2 separate regions of the Zea mays genome follow, and region 2 is linked to region 1. A link is a contact called in public Hi-C data. All regions are on one chromosome and are shown on one strand. Each heading gives the region's core, a stretch centred on a gene start, on an enhancer-like site or on the middle of the called end of the contact. The rest is flanking DNA. Distances are from core to core; before and after follow the strand shown. Region 1 holds the start of LOC103632850 (CCAAT/enhancer-binding protein zeta). Region 2 holds the start of LOC103632918 (nuclear pore complex protein NUP155).

Region 1 (3,924 bases), core at 516-3,015:
GTGGGTCAAAAATCCATCTAAACACACCCATGCACAGTCCTAAAACTAAAGAAGTAGATAGCTGTTGACACGAGCATTTCGATCCTTCATTTTTCCTATTGCACAATCAAGCTCTGAGCATAATGTGTATAATAATAGCATAGACTACGAATCAATCAGAGAAAATAAAAGTTCCTGTCAAAAGAGAGGCAGAGAAGTGAATGGTGCAAGATGGCCTAGTGTAACCAAAATTTCAGGAACAAACAAATTATTATGGTGACGTCAAATAATATAACTTACAGTTGGGCGTTTCACATGTTGGTTGGGACAATATACAGGATTGTGTAGCTTCACATGAAACAGCATGGTAAGCAAAGAAACCCATGCATACAAAGGTAATTAACTAATACATAAAACGCATCACACAAATAGCAAACGCCATGAAGATTGGTATAAAATGCTATAAATAACAAACAAATTGTGTACTAGCAAAAGCACAATGAAATTTCAGAAAACACGAGAAGATGCTAACCTCATGAGAAATAACTCCTTAATTGCATCGAATCCTGTGAACGCATACCTCTTACCAACTTTTGATGTTATCATACCTGTTGTGATTTTTTTTCAACAAATAAAAAATAATTTCTTAGTTCATGACTCATGAGAGCACAAAGAGATATCATCAAACTGTTATGATGTGAAAGCCTGAAGTTAAATAATTCACAATCACCGCAAATTGCTATCAACAGTATATTCAATTTGTACTCTCTTTACAGTCTTTTATTTTTGGAGCCAATAGCATGCAACTCACCAAGGAGGGAATCGAGTGCCTTCATGTTTGCAATTGGATTGTCCTCGACAAGACATGTAAATGCTGACACCTTGTCAGCTGATGTACCAGACTTTGCTGATATGTCCAGGAGCTTCAGGTCACCATGCCCTCGCCTCACGGCATCGTATTCCCTCGCATACTGCAACATGAGCTTCTCTGCCAGCTCTCGTTTTCTCTCCACTATTCCCTGCATCTCCTGAAGCCCCACAGCTGGAGGCACCTGCTTACGACCGCCTAGGACCCTCGCCTCCAGCTCATCAGCATCAGTGTACCACTGCCCTGAGAGTGCTGCCGCCTTCATCAGGGGGTAATTAGTGTTGACAGCACCAGGTTTGGTGGCAGCATAGGAGTCACGTAGCTCGAGAGGGTGTGGCTTCTTGGTAGGTCTAGGGTTTAGATGGGGGTTTGCCGTGTTATCAGGTTTTTGATGGGGTTGTTTGGAAGGAAATTTTGAGGATTTATACATGGGGCCGGACTTGCGGAAGTCGGAGTCATCGAAGCCGCCGTTGGAGTCGCCAGCGCCAGGGAGGAGGCCGAGGGAGGAGGCGAATGTGGCGACGTCAGACTTGAGCGTATCCATGTCCTCTCCATCACCTTCCCGGGCCGAGGGCTTCTTCGCTTTCTTGGTGCGCTTCGACTTGGGGGTCGGCTCCGCCATGAATAGATGCGGCGGGAGCGCGGGTTGCTGTCAGGCACAGAAATGACAAGGAAACGGAGGTCGAAGGAGACAACCAGCGTCCGAGAGGAACTCAACTGGCCGAATCAGATGTTCTGTGGAGATGAGGGAAGCACCAGCGTGCAACGATGAACAGTGGCGAGGGTGTGCGGCGGGCGGACAACGTACCTGAGTTGAGGAGACTGGGAGACGAAGGCTCAAAGAGCGCGGAGGAATGGAAGAACTGGCGGTGGCGGCTGGGGGGCGAACAGCGAGCGAACAGCAAGGGTTAGAGGCTCCCGCCGTACCCGTGACCCGTGAACGAAGTCTTGAGCGGGAGAGCCGAACTCTTTTGGGCCGGCTTCCTAACAGTCCATTTACGGCCCGTTTGGCACAGCTGAGACTTAGGTTTTCTTCTATTGTCCACTAAATTTCATTCTCTAAAAAAATATTCTCTAACATTTATAACAATTTTTAAATATTTGATTCTTTATATCTTTTTATCCCTAACAACCTCTCTAAATTTTATTCTCTACATTAACAGTGTAGCCAGAATTTGTATTCTAAATCCCTTTATTTATCTAACACAAAAAAAGATCATTCGTATGTCTAGATTTTAAAATACGTTACATATTACATCATTGTTTTTATTTAGCAGACAGGATGTCCGACAATTATATTCTAATTTTTTCATGTATCGGAAACACTAACAACGATGGTTCATATGTGCCAAAATACGTATTGGTATATTTTAATAGTAACATGAAAGTATATATCATGCATTTATCGGTCAACAAAAAAAGAAATGATAGGTTACATAGACGGGACGGACAGCGGAGCCACCGGAGCGACGGTGTCGCACCGCGCATAGATGGTCCGCCACATTTAGCGACTGAGACGTTAAATTTTAGGTTCCATTTAGAGTACACGAATCTAGACGTCTAGGTCCATCAAATTTAAGGTATATTTGATTCATGACTAACTATGTCTCACTTTGCATAAGATTAGTCGTTCAAATTGAATAACTAATTTTAGACAGAAAAGTTAGGTAAAATTTGACAAATTATATAGCAAATCAAATATATTCTTAATGTACAAAAATATATAACGGTTGTTGTTGGAGACAACCTTAAAAGCTAGCTTATGGCCCCGTTTGTTTCGACTTCTACTATATTATGCCAATGAGAATCGACTTCTAGCGATTATTGAACGTTTTGCTTCTCAACCCATTTATGTGAGAAATGTTTATATAAAAATCGTGATGGGAGGAATCCACTACTTTCTAAACCCATCATAATCAGATTCTCGTGGCAGCTAGATTATCTAGAAACCTATTTTTTTAACAAAACGCTTCAAAAAAAAGTTATACCAAACAGGTCTTATGACTTGCCTTAAGAAACTTCTGTTTAGAGAAGCATTCGTATGCTTATATGTTTGGCATAACTTTATTCCACTGCAGAAACAACTTCGCTTTTTTGGGTAGAGTAGCTCGGCTATGGGGTATAAGTTGATTTCTCATAACCACTAGCAGTGGCGTGTTCACATTTTTTAAGGATTCAAAACTCCGTAGAGTAGCAAAAGAGGTAATCCAAAAACAAATATATTGTCGCTCTCAAAACTCCATAGAATTTACAAGTTTGAAGTTAGGTATTTGGTTGACTCTGGCCAACTTTTAATTGGAATTTTGTTCTGAAGCCATGCTAAACAACCTCTAAATTGACTGATGGCATGTTAGAAGTGAGAAATGTCTAAACTACTCTTCATATTTTCGGATATGTATACTTACTAACTAGATTATATATGCCATTGTTATGTTGGACCATATTATAATAGAGATATTTAAAATGTAAATATATGCCAAATTAACTATAAATTATTTTAATAAGAGAAAATGATAAATTAGTTATATATTACATTATATATCAGACAACATAAGGTGATTACATCAATCCTTGCACATATATTACATTGTCAATAACCTCCAACCAATGCTTGCACAATAGCATCAGGTACACCTCCCATTACTTTTTCATCCACGACAATAATACTAGCTCATAAGTTCCCACGTATAGGGATAGCAATGGATCATGATCTAATTGTTTCTTCACAATAAATTAAAACTCTTAATTAACTTTAGTTAAAAAATAAAATAGGAATAGAGCCTGATTCTAATCCGATATTCGATCCTTAAATTTTTATGTCTAAAATACAGAGACTATCACCACCCATACATACGTCTTTGTAACATCCGAAATCCTATTTTGAATTTATAAAAGGTTCTTTAAAAGATTTAAGTTACAATTTTGTCGAGTACCGTAATTAGGGGTACCCCCAATACTCCTAAACACGGCCGAAAAACATCTTCAGAATAAACCATACACGGCTGATAAAAGCGTGGTTCAAGTCAGGGCCTCGTCTGCCGAGGGACGCGACCTCATCCGAGCCTAACCTCGGGCGA
Region 2 (4,088 bases), core at 219-2,718, 790 kb after region 1:
CACCTAGACCCAGTCCAGCCTCATTCACACTCACTCTCACTCAAACTCCCAGCAATACAACTCACAAATGAAGTAGGGTATTACGTAAGACGGCTCGAACCACTCTAAATTCTCGTGTGTTTTTGTGTTCAACCATCTTGTTAGGCTAACCCTATGGAGCCCCTTATTCTTAGGATTAGACTGATGGCTTTTGCCACCCGGTTAGAGTTGACTCTCTCACAAAAATCCTGCTGCCCCGTGCACATGCGCGTGGCATAAATCATATAAAGGAAAAAAGCAAAAAAAAAAGGTAAAAAGGGAGCATAAGGATGGAGGCACGAACCCACTATCCTCTATCTTCAAGAATTCAATATCTACCACCAAAAACAAGTGTTATTTTGGCGCTATTTGGAAGAGCCTCACTTTAAAAATTTCAGGTCTATTCTAGCTTATTTATCCAAATAGGTCTAGCTTCATGAGCCCTAGTTTTTTAAAAAAAACTAAAACTAGAGGTTAGCTTCATGAAATTTTCGAAGCTCTTTAGAGGGCTTCAAAATAACTTTTTCATACCTCTTCGTAGAGTTGCACAAAAATTATCTACCATACCATTGGTTATATGACCTACCGATTTAGTCTCTTTCTCTAGCCGCTAATAATTAAGGGTAATTAAAAAAACTAACACAAATTAATTATATTACAGAAGCTAGAGTCTATGTACAAACCAATCTATCGAAGTTGTTTCATGGTGAAGCTGGAAAACTAAAGCTGCAATTCTTGAAACGAAGCCTCCCAAACAAAGCCTTTATGTTTGTAAAGGATAGTCATATTAAATATACATACACTATTTTTGGGAAATAAAAATATAATCATATTTAAATAAATATCTCATTTAAATAATATCCATCTATATAATATATAAAATCGTAGCAATGCACACGTAACTGAGTATAAAGATAATGAGAATAGAAATATTAGAAGTTATTGGAAACGGTCTTAGCCCATTCCCCTTCCCAGGATATGTGGCGTTTTTACGTTATAGTCGGCATAAGGAAAAAAACGATTTGAATAAAGCCCTGCTTGATCCATTCCGGTTTCTTAAAAACTGGTTACTACATTTAGTTTATAAAAATTGGCTTTCAGAAAAAAAGCGAATAAAAATGTTTAGATCCACTAGTTTTTTTTTTAAAATTCCTTTATAGTTTTTTCATAAATAATGACTAATCATAAAAAAAACTGATTTTAGCTGGGTACTAATTTCTTGGTTTTTAAGAAACGAGAAAACTAGTTTTTTTAGAAAATGAATAAAAAATTGATCTATTTGGAGGCTTTTTAGTTCTAGCTTTTAAAAAATAGTTTCTAAGGTTGTTTTTGGATCATGTAAAATAGGAGAAGCAGAATTGTAACTAATATTGTTTGTAGAAAGAAGTTTAAAATAAGAAATGAGATATGAGATAGAATAGAGAATCAAACAGCCAAGTCAAGTGAAATGACTTCGGGTCCAACCTGCAAAACCGGAACCCGCCCACAAAAATGTGAATCAAAAATCAACCGAACTTGCCAGCCCCGCCGCCCCTCCCTGCCTCCATCGCGCACTAGGGTTTTTCCTCGCTCTCACGTTCGGCCGTTCCCCACCACTTGCGCGTTGTGCCGCGACGCTCCGGCCATGGCGTGGGGGGAGGACGAGGCCATCGGTCCCGACGTGGCCTCGGCGGGTCTTCACGTCTCGGAGCGGATCGGCCGCGACGCCGCCGCGCAGCCCGACCTGGAGGAGGCCCTTGAAGCCTCGCGCTACGCGTCCCACCCCTACTCCTCGCACCCCAAGGAGGCAAGCCCTGCGCGACCTGTGGTCAGCTGCGTGTGTACTGATAGACGCGCACGCTTGAGTTGTTGATGTGTCAGTGTCCGGTTTGGGCGAATGTTACCGTTGTATTCAGGGTTCCTGCAGTTGTCCTGGGGGATTCGTGTCATTGTTTTTCCCAGTAGAATGGGGGTGACGAGGAATCGAAAGATGAAGGTGGAGGAAAACATGGCGAGCAGTGATTTCATCTGATTATTTCTGGTGTTTTTTTTTGGTTGCTTCAGACCTGCAGTAGAAGTTCGGACTTTCGGTTCATATATTGCATTGTAGTATGAGTAGTTTTGGGTCAAATTTTGGGAGTGAGACTCCATGACAGAAGTACTATATGTCACACGGGAGCAATTTACAATTGTGTGTCATACACATGACATGATTCCCTGGCAGGATGTGAATCCTGATTCTGACATTAGAAAACGGTGAAAGAGTTTTTGGTCCTTTAAGTTACGCTGAAACTTGGAAATTGAGGCAAACACGTGGAAATTAGCATAAACCGAAGGACACTAGTTTTTGCAAAAAAGAAAAAAAAAGAAAAAAAGGGGAGGTCCCTATTTGAAACTGGCTACTGGCAAGCTCAACCTTGGCTTATATGAGATCAGCAGTGACGAACAGCTTTTCGGATTGCTGACATCATTCATTCAAGGGACATATTCTTGTATGTATTGGTAATTGAATTGAGGAGGTAGGAACTGGACATTCTGTTTGCTTTGTTTGGTTGAGCATGGTTTATAGACTACTGGTCAGTTTTCACACTTTTAAAGTAGATAGTTGTCTTTGGTTTTGCTTTGCATTTTCTGTTTGCTGGATTTATTAAATGTTTCATGTTTTAGCTCTTATGCTGCTAGGATGAAACACCGCAAACACATTGGTACATGTTGGAACTCTTTGTTTTGAATGCTGGAAAGGTTTCTTCAGAAGTTTTAATGACATTGAACACGATGATCATGCAGGTCTCAGAAATGCTTTGCTGGACCAACCCTTCTCTAACATACCATGTGTTTGTTCTAAGTTTTATTTGAATTTAATAATGAAGTTGTTCTACTAATATTTTGAAAATGCACTTTTATGTTCTCTTAATACATATTTTGTCTTGGCAGTGGCCTCCTTTGGTAGAAGTTGCAGAAACTCGTCAACTCCCTCCTATGTTGATTGAAAGATATAACACAGCTGCCGGTGAAGGAACAGCTCTTTGCGGGATTTTTTCTGACATACATCGGGCCTGGGCAACAGTTGACAATTCATTTTTCATCTGGCGATTTGATAAATGGTAAATCACTAATATTTGTTTCTTTTTATTTGTTACATGAGTGATTGGTCTTAAACAGTTAAAAGGGAACACCCTTTATAATGGACATGATTTTTACTTAGTACTCAGATTTATCTCGTTCTCAATTTGTCGTTCTGTGGGTGTTTTAGTTTGTCACAGGGCTGTTGTTTTGTAAATTTCTTTACACAAGATTCCATTGCTATTCCCATCCATGGTCTATTTTTATATTTGTTTTGAGCCAAATGATTGTATGGTATATAATGTGCTAATTTTGAACTTTTGGCCACTGTGTTAAAATTACTTGTCAAACTGTACATCGAGAAACTTTTTATGGTGCATGGAAGCAGTGGTGGCCTCAGCGGAATAAAGTTGCATTGGACCCTTGGTTTCAAAGGCGTCGCCTAGGCGTCCAGGCAGCCAAAAAGTCTAGGCGTCCCCGTCGCCTAGCCAAGAGTCGGCAAGAGGGGAGGGGGAAGAAGCCTAGCAGAGACTTTGGGGAGCGGGATTGGCGGCGCAGAACTCGGGGGAGTGACGAGCTCGAGGGAGCGGCGGCACAGGGAGTGCCGAGCTAGGGGGAGCGGCGGCGTAGAACTCGGGGGAGCGGCGACGCTGAGACTCGGGGGAGCGCCGCCGAGCTTGGGGGAGCAGGAGCAGCGATGCATGGTTGTGGACGAGCGGCGACAGTGAGATGGGAGCAACTCAGCAACCCTAACCAGAGGATATATGGGCTGCCTGCCTGGTGGGCTGGGCCATCTCTTCTACCCCTTCCTTCTTTTTTTCTTTCTCCCTTTTTCTTTTTCTTCCTCATATATGTTGTTGTTCTGTCTTTTCTTTAATTGGTAAGGCGTCGCCTTGCTCGCCTTAGTAAGCGCCTAGGCGTCCAGGCGGTGGCCCAACGCCTTGTCTCGCCTTACCGCCTTAAGAACTATGATTGGACCTGGATCTCTCATATGGACCCCTACCCTTGATGAATGACACATGACATCT

The links. A called contact is a pair of places that touch in the nucleus more often than the background predicts.
Region 2: a contact with region 1 is called in a Hi-C map of ear, with 2.2 times the contacts expected there. The contact joins the promoter of LOC103632918 here to the promoter of LOC103632850 in region 1. A contact is called at or near these places in 2 of 25 Hi-C or Micro-C datasets (ear and endosperm).

The regions. Positions count from the first base shown.
Region 1 is chr1:27,351,749-27,355,672 of Zm-B73-REFERENCE-NAM-5.0, forward strand. LOC103632850 (CCAAT/enhancer-binding protein zeta) reads right to left here and starts at 1,766. Exons shown (of 17, transcript XM_008654575.4): 1 at 1,656-1,766; 2 at 791-1,496; 3 at 512-587. The coding sequence starts at 1,469.
Region 2 is chr1:28,144,002-28,148,089 of Zm-B73-REFERENCE-NAM-5.0, forward strand. LOC103632918 (nuclear pore complex protein NUP155) reads left to right here and starts at 1,469. Exons shown (of 14, transcript XR_556222.3): 1 at 1,469-1,804; 2 at 2,932-3,101.